2 separate regions of the Mus musculus genome follow, and region 1 is linked to region 2. Evidence: chromatin contacts called from public capture Hi-C data. All regions are on one chromosome and are shown on one strand. Each heading gives the region's core, a stretch centred on a gene start, on an enhancer-like site or on the middle of the called end of the contact. The rest is flanking DNA. Distances are from core to core; before and after follow the strand shown. Region 1 overlaps Kalrn (kalirin, RhoGEF kinase). Region 2 has its middle 5.6 kb from the start of Osbpl11.

What was found. Capture Hi-C pulls out chosen DNA fragments and counts their contacts.
Region 1: a contact with region 2 is called in a capture Hi-C map of embryonic stem cells, with 2.1 times the contacts expected there. The contact joins two enhancer-like sites. A contact is called at or near these places in 3 of 39 promoter capture datasets (the 3T3-L1 cell line, hippocampal neurons and pre-B cells), 4 of 115 datasets of contacts at active chromatin or transcription factors (embryonic forebrain, embryonic midbrain, large pre-B cells and 1 more) and 2 of 9 other capture datasets (adipose tissue and embryonic stem cells).

What each region holds. Positions count from the first base shown.
Region 1 is chr16:33,978,793-33,983,988 of GRCm38.p6, reverse strand. Kalrn (kalirin, RhoGEF kinase) reads left to right here. Exons shown (of 60, transcript NM_177357.3): 58 at 1,101-1,301. Among named protein-coding and RNA genes, the nearest start is that of Umps, 14 kb to the right of the region's middle. Within about 2 kb of position 3,823, at least 28 of the 459 cell types and tissues checked have an H3K27ac peak or open chromatin away from gene starts, as enhancers often do. A contact at or near this core is called in embryonic stem cells, where this site is marked.
Region 2 is chr16:33,177,037-33,181,882 of GRCm38.p6, reverse strand. It overlaps a transcript of Osbpl11 not described here. Among named protein-coding and RNA genes, the nearest start is that of Osbpl11, 5.6 kb to the left of the region's middle. Within about 2 kb of position 2,987, at least 157 of the 459 cell types and tissues checked have an H3K27ac peak or open chromatin away from gene starts, as enhancers often do. A contact at or near this core is called in embryonic stem cells, where this site is marked.

The DNA of each region.
Region 1 (5,196 bases), core at 2,574-5,073, 800 kb before region 2:
GAGCATGTGCGAACACCACATGTGTGTACAGCACGTGTGTGGATAGCCCATGTGTAGACAGAGCATGTGTGAACAGCACATGTGTGGACAGCCCATGTGTGGACAGCCCATGCGTGGACAGCGCATGTGTGGACAGTGCATGTGTGGACAGTGCATGTGTGGACAGAGCATGTGTGGACAGCCCATGTGTGGACAGCCCATGTGTGGACAGCGCATGTGTGTACAGCCCATGTGTGGACATCCCATGCTTGGACAGCGCATGTGTGGACAGTGCATGTGTGGAGGTCAGAGACAAATTTGTGGAGTCAGTACTCTCATGCTTTTAAGTGAGTTTCAGGCTTTCAGGTCTATATCTTCAGATAGCAGGTGCCTTTATGCCCTGAGCCAAATTACCAGGCTCAGGAGGAAATATTTCTCTCTCTCTTTTTTTTCAAATTTATTTATTTTTATGAACACGGTTAAGTGCCTGCACTTATGTATATGCACCACATATGTGTCTGGAGAGGAAGAGGGCATCAGATACCTTGGAACTGGAAGTAAAGAAGGCTGTGAGCAGCCTTGTGGATGCTGAGACTGTAAGCCCTGACCTCTGGAAGAGCAGCCAGAACCTTTAGCCTCTGAGCCATCACTCCAGCCCCAGAAAGATTTCTAATATTGCTTGATCTCTCTTCTTCAAAATGCTTGGGACCAGAAGTGTTTTTGCACAAAGGATTTTAGGAACTATGTACATGTCCACAAAGAGATGTCTTGAGTCTGGGACCCAAGTCTAAAAACGACAGTCACCTATATTTTTTGTACTCCTTTGCCTGAGGGTGTCTTCAAGTGATGTAGCTAGTGTACCGGTACTTTGTCACTCACCATGTGAGGCCAGCCGTGGAACTTTCCACATTAATTTCATGTCTGCACACAAAGGGTGTCAGATCTTAGAGCATTTTGGATTTTCGATTTTTGAATTAGGGAACTCAACCTGTCAGATGTTCCTGTTTCAGGGATGCATCTGGGATGTGCGCACACGCACACACCCTACCATATTCTGGTAAATGATGCCCTGCTGACTGATGGGATAAATCTTGGAAACCCTTTCCCACTTTGTCTTGCAGAGGCCGTTTCTCTATTGTAAAGAAATGCATTCACAAAGCTACCCGCAAAGATGTTGCTGTGAAATTTGTGAGCAAAAAAATGAAGAAGAAGGAGCAGGCTGCTCACGAGGCCGCCCTGCTCCAGCACCTGCAGCACCCTCAGTATGTCACGCTCCATGACACCTACGAGTCCCCCACATCCTACATCCTGATTTTGGAACTGTGAGTACAGAGGTAGCATCTCTAGTGTGGTCCTCACCTGCTTGGGTTCCCCATTGCCCACAATTAACAGACAAGAGTCTCATTTTGTTCTGTGCTGTATGGGTTTATAAAGTGTGCCGTGGACCGTGTTTTCTTTCACCTCCAGCTTTATATTAATGTAGCTCTCATTCTGAAGACTAGAGAAATCAAGAGTGGAGAAGGTTTTTTTTTTTAAAGATTTATTTATTTATTATATGTAAGTACATTGTAGCTCTCTTCAGACACTCCAGAAGAGGGAGTCAGATCTTGTTACAGATGGTTGTGAGCCACCATGTGGTTGCTGGGATTTGAACTCCGGACCTTCAGAAGAGCAGTCGGGTGCTCTTACCCACTGAGCCATCTCACCAGCCCATGGAGAAGGTTTTTAAAGCGAGCTCTGTGAAAGTATGGGTGAAGAATCCCTCCTTTTATTGGATCCATACAGTGGATCTTGAAACCATGTCTTCTCATCCACTTTTCCTAGCTTTTCTAAGCTTTATTTCATGTTTTATATTTATGGTTACAGTGTTTCATTGCATGGATAAACTGTGTAATCATCAAACCTGGATATTTGCGTAGGTTGTTTCTTTGTAAGGAAAACATTTTTTTTTAAATTCCTCTTCTCAAGCTATTTGAAATATATTAACAGTTCATATTGTTAACTCTGGTCTCTGATGTGTTAGAATATCTGAACACAGCATACCAGGCCAAAGCAGTTCCATGTGTAAGAAGTTTATTGGGAGAGAGAGGGGCAAGGAAGGTGGTGGTGAAAAGAGAAGAGGGAAGAGAGAAAGACAGGGGGGGTTGTTCCTCTTATATATATGGATGGTAACGTGGTCACAGGTAAAGGTGGGAGGTGAGCCCAATGGATTCTGGGAATATGGTGGCCATTGTCTTGGCAACAGGTGTGTAGATTGCACTGTTGCCTATGTGATGTCACAGGTTTCAGAGGTCCTGATACCAACAGTCACCATATTATAAACTAGATCACCAGAACGTATTTCTCTTCCCTAGCTATAATCTGTATTTCTTACACTTATTTTCATTTTCTTCCTATTATGTACTCTCAGGCTTGACTCATTTAAGAAGACTTTCCTGGTGGTTGACTGATTGACAAGAGTGGAGTTGGAATGAGAGAAGTTTATCTATCAATCTATAGCCATAGCACCCCCAAACTACTACCTAGAATTTTCTATCCAAGACATCTCTGGAATGTCAGATTATCTAGATATCAAACATAGAAAGATACAGCTTTTTTCATTAATTAATTTGCTTATTTACTTTACATCCCAATCAAAACTCCTTCTCCCTCCTCTCCTCCCAGTCCTTCCCACTCACCTTACCTCTTCACATCCCTCATCCCACCCTCCGCAAAGGACCAGTCTCAGTTTGGAAGAGGAGTTCTGAGAGAAGGGGTGTCTGGGAGCTGTGAAAACAAACAACTTAAAGTGTGTTGTGTGTAGCTTTTTGCTATCCTGCCTAAGCTCTGGGAACAGGCTGTGCTACCAATCCCCTCCCAGCTTTCTTTGAATCAAAGGATAGAAGATACACACACACACACACACACACACACAGAGTTGTTCATTTTCAGCTTGCCTTCTTGGCACAATTGCTGGGTGCTACTATTTCTTACCTGGAAAAACATGCCCTTAGCTCAAAACTTCCCACTACCCTATCTTTAGTTGGTCAGTTGCATCTAGTCCCTGATAAACATCTCTAACCATCCACCTATAGGAGTGGCAACAGCCCATGACTCCTCCTCAGACCTCACATCATGGTTGCCTGGTTCTTCTCTCTCCAAAGCATGGCGAACTCCCTCTCTCCTTCCTTGCATCATCCTGCTTGCCTCCCAGAACCTAGAAGTCCCACATGTATCTTCTGACCAGCAATTGTCTCATGGCATTCTTTATTGACAGATCAAGAACCAGTTGGTGAACAGGACCTTAGCATCAGAACCTCCCCTACAGAAGTCAAATTGTGGGTCCAAGCTGGCCACCTAGGTTCTGTTGAAATGGCTTTTCAGATTGCTGTGTGTGTGTGTGTGTGTGTGTGTGTATGTGTGTGTGTGCGTGTGTGTATGTGTGTGCGTGTGTGTGCGTGTGTGTGTGCGTGTGTGTGTGTGTGTGTGTGTGTGTTTGCGTGTGTGTGTGTGTGTGTGTGTGTGTGTGTGTGTGTTTTCAGCATTGTCTTCCTTTTTTAAAAAATTTTTCTGGTTGAGACAGCTCTCTCTGCTAGTAGAAATTCTACAAGAAACCGAGATAGTTCATAAATTTTCTAACCAAAGTCAGAAAAGCTGCTATAAAAAAAATTATTGGATCTTTCATCCAAGTCAGAAATCCTGTTAGAAAAAAAATTGTTGAAGAGCTGTTTTTGCTCTCCAGAGATTTCGGACAGCTCAGCCCTTGAGAGAGAAAATTCTAAAGCACTTCTGTCACACTCTGCCTACCTCATCTCATACAGACCAAGAGGACCAAAGGCCTGTCTTTTTGTTTACAGATCAATTCAGGCATTTACTTTAGGTTTCCTTTTGATTATCCTATGAGTCAGCATTCCAGTGACCCCAGACCTTTGTTTCCTAGGAGACAGCAAGCATACATTTTCCTTAACATTGCAAAAGAATTCAGAGACCTGCCTGCCTTTGTTAAGCACAGATGAGAAAGTAGTTGGGTGGGACCCCTCCCTGAAATGACCAATTCTACCACACTAGGGCCTGGACTTTCCGTGTCCCAGAATGACCTTGGACTCAGGAATCTGCCTGCCTTTGACTCTTTCTGACAAACTGGCTCATTAATGCAGCTGCCCACGCTCCCTTAGATTGTGAACCCCTTATAATTCATATTGCATAGTTACATTTTTACATAGTTGAGAAATTATATATATTTGATTTCATGTACTTAGAGCTCTTTCCCATAGCCTTAAGGCCTGTCCTGAAGGTCCCAGTGTTTACCATTTTGCTGAGACTTAGCCACACCCTCAATTTCTGGATGTGCTGTTTTTAATTATCATGAAGTCATTAATATTATCAGGGAGGATATTCCTTGGAAGGAAAGAGTCTTCAACTGCTAGTACATTATTACACAAACAAGCCTTACACCCACAGCAGCCATTGACACTCATGGAGGCTCACACCAGGATCCTGTCCAAGGCTCAGGAACCATGTCACTCTGTCCTCACCAAGACCACACTGGGTTGGCATCCCCTCCCTTTCTCCTCACAATCTGCCCTGACATATAAGTTTGCTGTAGGACCAGGCACAGAAAGAAAGGTACAGCTCTTATCCTTAGGGGCCACAAGTCCAACAGTTAGAACCAAGAGATAAATAATGCTTTAAATATGGCGTGGAAATACTAGAGACCATGTATTACTCAGGGCTGTGAGAACATAGAACTGTTCTTTGTTGGATGTGATCTTCAGGGAAGACGTGTGGGAAGCAAGGCCTGACTAGAATCACGTGCTCAATCTTGCTCTGCCTGTAGTGGTCAATAGGGATAACTGGTGCAACCCTCCTGGACCAGAAAATCAAGATTCCCATTCCCTAGTCTCAGATGGATGCAGGCTAGAGAACAGCTCTAAGGAAGGTGGGGTGGCTGATCTTTTCTGGCTTGGAGCAGTGTTGCTGTAACTGTCCCCCTCATTTGTTCCAAGTATCTCTGAGAGTTCCTTGTGATGAGCACAGTACCACTCCTCTCTGATCTTTCCTCTCTTGCCTCATACTAGAAGACCAGAGGGAGGTAGGGAGCCTTCCAGGGGCTCCATCCTTTTCCACTTATCAATAAAATAGAAGGATCCCGTAGCAAGGAACAAATTAGGGGAGAAAATGAAGTCAGCTATGCAGGTTTCAGCTATGGTTGGAAGTTATTCCTGTACTGGATCACAC
Region 2 (4,846 bases), core at 1,738-4,237:
ATCAGAACGAGAGAAACTGTTTGCATGGATTTGGGCTTTTGTTGTTGTTGTTGTTGTTGTTGTTGTTGTTGTTGTTGTTGTTGTGCTGTGATACTAGGGATCTAGCACAGGACCTCAGACATGCTAAGCAAGTGCTTTACAACTGGGCTATACCCTCAGCCCTGTTTTTCTTTTTATTTTACCTTGGGGGTCTTAAGTTGTCAAAGCTAACCTTGAACTTGTGATTTCTGATCTCGGCATTCCCCCATAGCTGGGATTACAGCCTGCATCACCAGGCCCAGCTAGATATTTGTTTTTGCTTGTTATTGTGTATTAGGGTCTAAATCTGACCTTCACTCAGTGTCCAAGGAGAGGGGAAGCCATGATTTGAATAAAGAAGATGAATGCACTTTTCTGAAACCTTCAGTGGGACGCCGGATGCTGGGAGGTTGGGGTGCCTTCCATAGCAATCCTGCTGGCCAGTAGATCTCCTCTTCTGTGGGAGAAGCTTCAGAGTGGCTTCAAGAGGTAAAACTGACATGAGCTCTGCCCATGTGACTTTAGGCAAGGGACCCAATAAACCTCTCTGGATCTGTTTTCCCTCATCTGTCAAGTAGTAACAACATCTCTGTGGAGGACTGAACTGTGTCTTCATTCCCACAGATTGTTGAAGCCCTAACTCTCCCTTCCGTGAGATGGTGTTTGGAAGCAGGACCTCCAAAAGATGATTACAGTTAAATCAGGTGGTGTGGATTAGTGTAGACAGTTGTCCTTGTCTTAGGAGTTACTGTGTAGGAAGAGACTGAGAAAGCTAGATCTCCCATCTGAGGATGCTGGAAGAAAACAGTTACGTATGCTAGCAAAAGGGCCCACACCAGAAAGCACACACACTGTGCCTTCGTCCTGGACTTTCACCCTCCCAAGCTGTGAGAAAAGCCGTTCCTGCTGTTTGAACCATCCAGCCACATCCTGTATCTCTGCAGGTCAGCACACCAAAACCTTTTTTTTTTTTAAAGGCCACTTTTGTCCCCCAAATGAAATGTAGTTTTTTTTTTCTAGCCACATTCTGACTTTACAACTAGACCCATCTGTATGTCTCTGTAGGTGCAGAATCCTAATAATATTATGTGGAGTCACCAGCATGTGCAGTTGGTGAGTGTGCAGGGACAGTCACCTCAGCTTCTAGGTCACCATTCTCTCCTTACAGGCTTCCCCAGCCACTCTTTATTATTATTATAAAATATTTATTCATTCAGAGAGAGAGAGAGAGAGGAGACAATTCCCAGGAGTCATTTCTTCTTCCACCATGCGGGTTCTGGGGATGGAATTCAGGTCCTCAGAACCTCCCTCTGGCCCCTTCCCTTGCCATTCTTCATAAAGCATACATTCTTAAATTGTTCTATCTATGGCCTTGATTTGTTTAGGTTTTTTTTTTCACCAATGATGAGTATGTGTGTACACATGTATGTGTATCTGTGTGCACACTCATGTAAGTGTGTGTGTGTATGTTTATGGCATGTGTATGTTTATAGGACTGGAGACTGAGACTAGAGCCTGTGCAAGCAAGTCAAGTGCTGTACCACTGAGCTATGCCTCCAACCTTTTCATTCTCTTCATGGCATCACATATTATGTGCTTGCCTAGCCTATGTGAAGCCTTGAATTCAATCTCAACACCAAAAGGGAAACAAACAAACAAACACACTATGTACTTTGGCCTTAGGCTGCAAACTTCGTGGCACTGCATGTGATCTGAGCAAACTATTTTGGCAAGTTTCTCAGTTTCCTCTTCTGAGACTAGGAAGGCTTGTACAAAGTGCTTAGTACAGGGGTTAGGGAAGATGCTTCCATGGGGAGGAGTGCTGAGTAGCTGAGTTCCTTTCCCGACACACAAGATCAGATGCCCATAACTGCCTGAAACTCCAGCTTCAGGGTGACCAACACCCATTTCTGGTCTCTCGGGGCACCCTGGCATGCATTTACACAGACAGTATGTTACTTTGCTCCCTACTGCTGTGATGAATCATGATCAAAAGCAGCCTGGAGTGGAAAGAGTTATTTCGCCTACACATCCTCCATCACTGAGGAGAGCCAGGCTAGGAAGTAAAGGCACTGAAGCAGAGGCCCTGGAGGAATGCTTCTTACTGGCTGGCTCCTCATAGCTTGCTAATATACCCCAGGATCACCTGCCCAGGGGATGACACCACCCACAGTGGGCCTTCCCCCGCAGGAATCACTAATTAATCACTAATTAAGAAAATGCCTTTAAGCCGGGCGTGGTGGCGCTCGCCTTTAATCCCAGCACTCGGGAGGCAGAGGCAGGCGGATTTCTGAGTTCGAGGCCAGCCTGGTCTACAAACTGAGCTCCAGGACAGCCAGGGCTATACAGAGAAACCCTGTCTCGAAAAACCAAAAAAAAAAAAAAAAAAAAAAGAAAATGCCTTCATAGACTTACCTACAGGAAACATTTACTCATTTGAGGCGCCCTCCTCCTATGTGACTCTAGTTTGTGTCAAGTTGACACCCACACACAAATCTGACCAGCATAGACACACATAAAAATAAAATCTTTCTTAAAACACACGACGTAGTATGATGTATCTACCTTTTCTTCCAGCTGAGATGCTCGGAGCAGGGATGGAAGGATGGCTTGTTTCCTTGTAGCATAAGAACACCTGCTTTCTCTCTGAGCTTTAAACTATGATAGCATGAAACCTGGGGTGAAGATGAAGAAAAGCTACAGAGAAACTGGCTGAAAGGCAGGCATAAAGGCTTTGGGAAGCAATACGGATCTCATAAACGCAAGGCGGTATCGTGGTGGGGCGGGGAGCGGGGACAGTAATCTGAAAAAGGATCGAGGGAGGGAACATCACGTTCACATTCACTACAATGTACTCCCTTAGTAAAACAACTGCGATTCATCCCGAGCCCACGTTCTACCCCTCCCTGCCCATGTGGGCAGAAACTCCTTAGCAATTTCCCAGCCCGGAAGGGATGATTCTGCTGCCGGGCTCCAAGAGAACAGCTTTGCCCTGAAAGAACCTCTGCCAAGCTCAGAGTTTGTAGTCCTCGTGGGAGTTAAAGAAACAGAGGCGGCTGGTGCTTGTGTTTGGGAGGAGAAAGGAAAGTGAGGGATTGAAGAGGAGCTGCCGCCATGCTCCCATTTGGGTAAAATGAGATGTTCTCTTGCAGTGTCTTCCTCCTCCCTGTCCCAACGCCTTTGTGCTGGATGCTGGTCAACCTAAAAATACGGCACTACACACCCAGTAGTCAGCAACATTAGCTTTTCAAAGCTGTATTAGAAAAGGGGAACAAAGCCCTTTGAGAGACGGGTCTCTGGTCTATTTTTAGATTCTTTTGGCTAGTGGTACAGATAGTATTTTGCTCACAGAAGCCCACACAAACAACCAAGCCTGAAGTCACATGACTTCTATGGGTAAGTGTCAAATGCCAAGGGTTACCTTGGGAAAGCAAAGACGGGAAAAGCAACTGATGCCCATTAGTGTGAAGTTCAGGGCAGGGTGGGGAGGAATTCTGGGCACACTTGCGGCACAGCCTCCAACACAGCATTAGAAGTTGTTCCCATGAAGTGAGTCAGATGGCCGGAGAGGGTTGGTTTACTTAGGAAGATGTGTGCCCAGATCCCTGTGAAGAGAGCTCACCAGCTCACAGAAAGCAAATAGGGCGGGCCTTTTCATTTGTTCTCTACAGGATAATTGGTGGCTACTGATTTTAAAACTTTCTTGCAGTGATTAGATATATTTGAAACATTTTATTTTTAAAAATATTTTTATTAAAATATTTTAATAAACATATTTTCTTTAAGATAATTTAATAAATATATTTATTTAAAATGTTTTTAATAAAAATCAAAGTGAAAGTGGTTTTATTATTGTGTAACGCTTAGAGAATTTAATAGGCAAGACTTCACAAAAGAGAAAGAAAACTGAGCCTACAAAGTCCCTGCAGGCCAGGTGTCTTAGTCAGCGTTTTATTGCTGTGACAAAACGCCATAACCAAAAAGGAAGTTAGAGAAGAAAGGGTTTATTTGGCTTATACTTCCAGATCATTGGAGGAAGTCATGACAGGAACTCAAGAAGAGCAGGATCCTGGAGGCAGGAGCTGATGCAGAGGCCATGGAAGGGCTCGGTCACTGGCTTGCTCCCCATGGCTTGCTCAGCCTGCTTTCTTATGGAACCCAGGATCACCAGCTCGGGGATGGCACCACCCACAATGGGCTGGGCCCTCCCCCTACATCAATCAGTAGTTAAGAAAATACTCTACAGCTGGATCTTTCTCACGGAGGCATTTTCTTAACTGAGGCTTCTTCCTCTCCGGTGATTCTAATATGTTAAGTTGACACACAAAAGCAGCCAGTACACCAGGTATGGTGTCTAAAGCCTGTGATCCCAACACACGTTAGTTTGAGGCCAGCCTGAGCTACAAAGTGAGCTATTGCATCAAAACAAACAAACAAACAAGAGTGAGTGGCAGCCGAGGCCCTCAGAGCCATGACAAGATGCTGCTGTCCTCATCTGGGATTCCAAAACCTGCTAATATCAACCCGTGGGAAATGAAAGTGAGCCCAGTGAAGGTGTGTGTGGAAATGCCTTAGACAGTCTGAGAGGGGTGGTGGTTTACGGTCATGCAGAAAGATCTTGCCTAGAGGAGGAGGGATGCTGACCTCCTTCTCCCTCTCCCCCTCCATCCTGCCACAAATCAGTGTAGTTCAAGGAGAGAAGAATCAGGCTGGTGGGGATCTGTAGCCTCCCTCAGCCTTGAAGCAGGCTGATCCAGACTTTGACCTTGCTGCCACTAAGAAGGAGATAACTAGGGTAGAGCCTTCTGACCTTGATGGCTCTATTTGC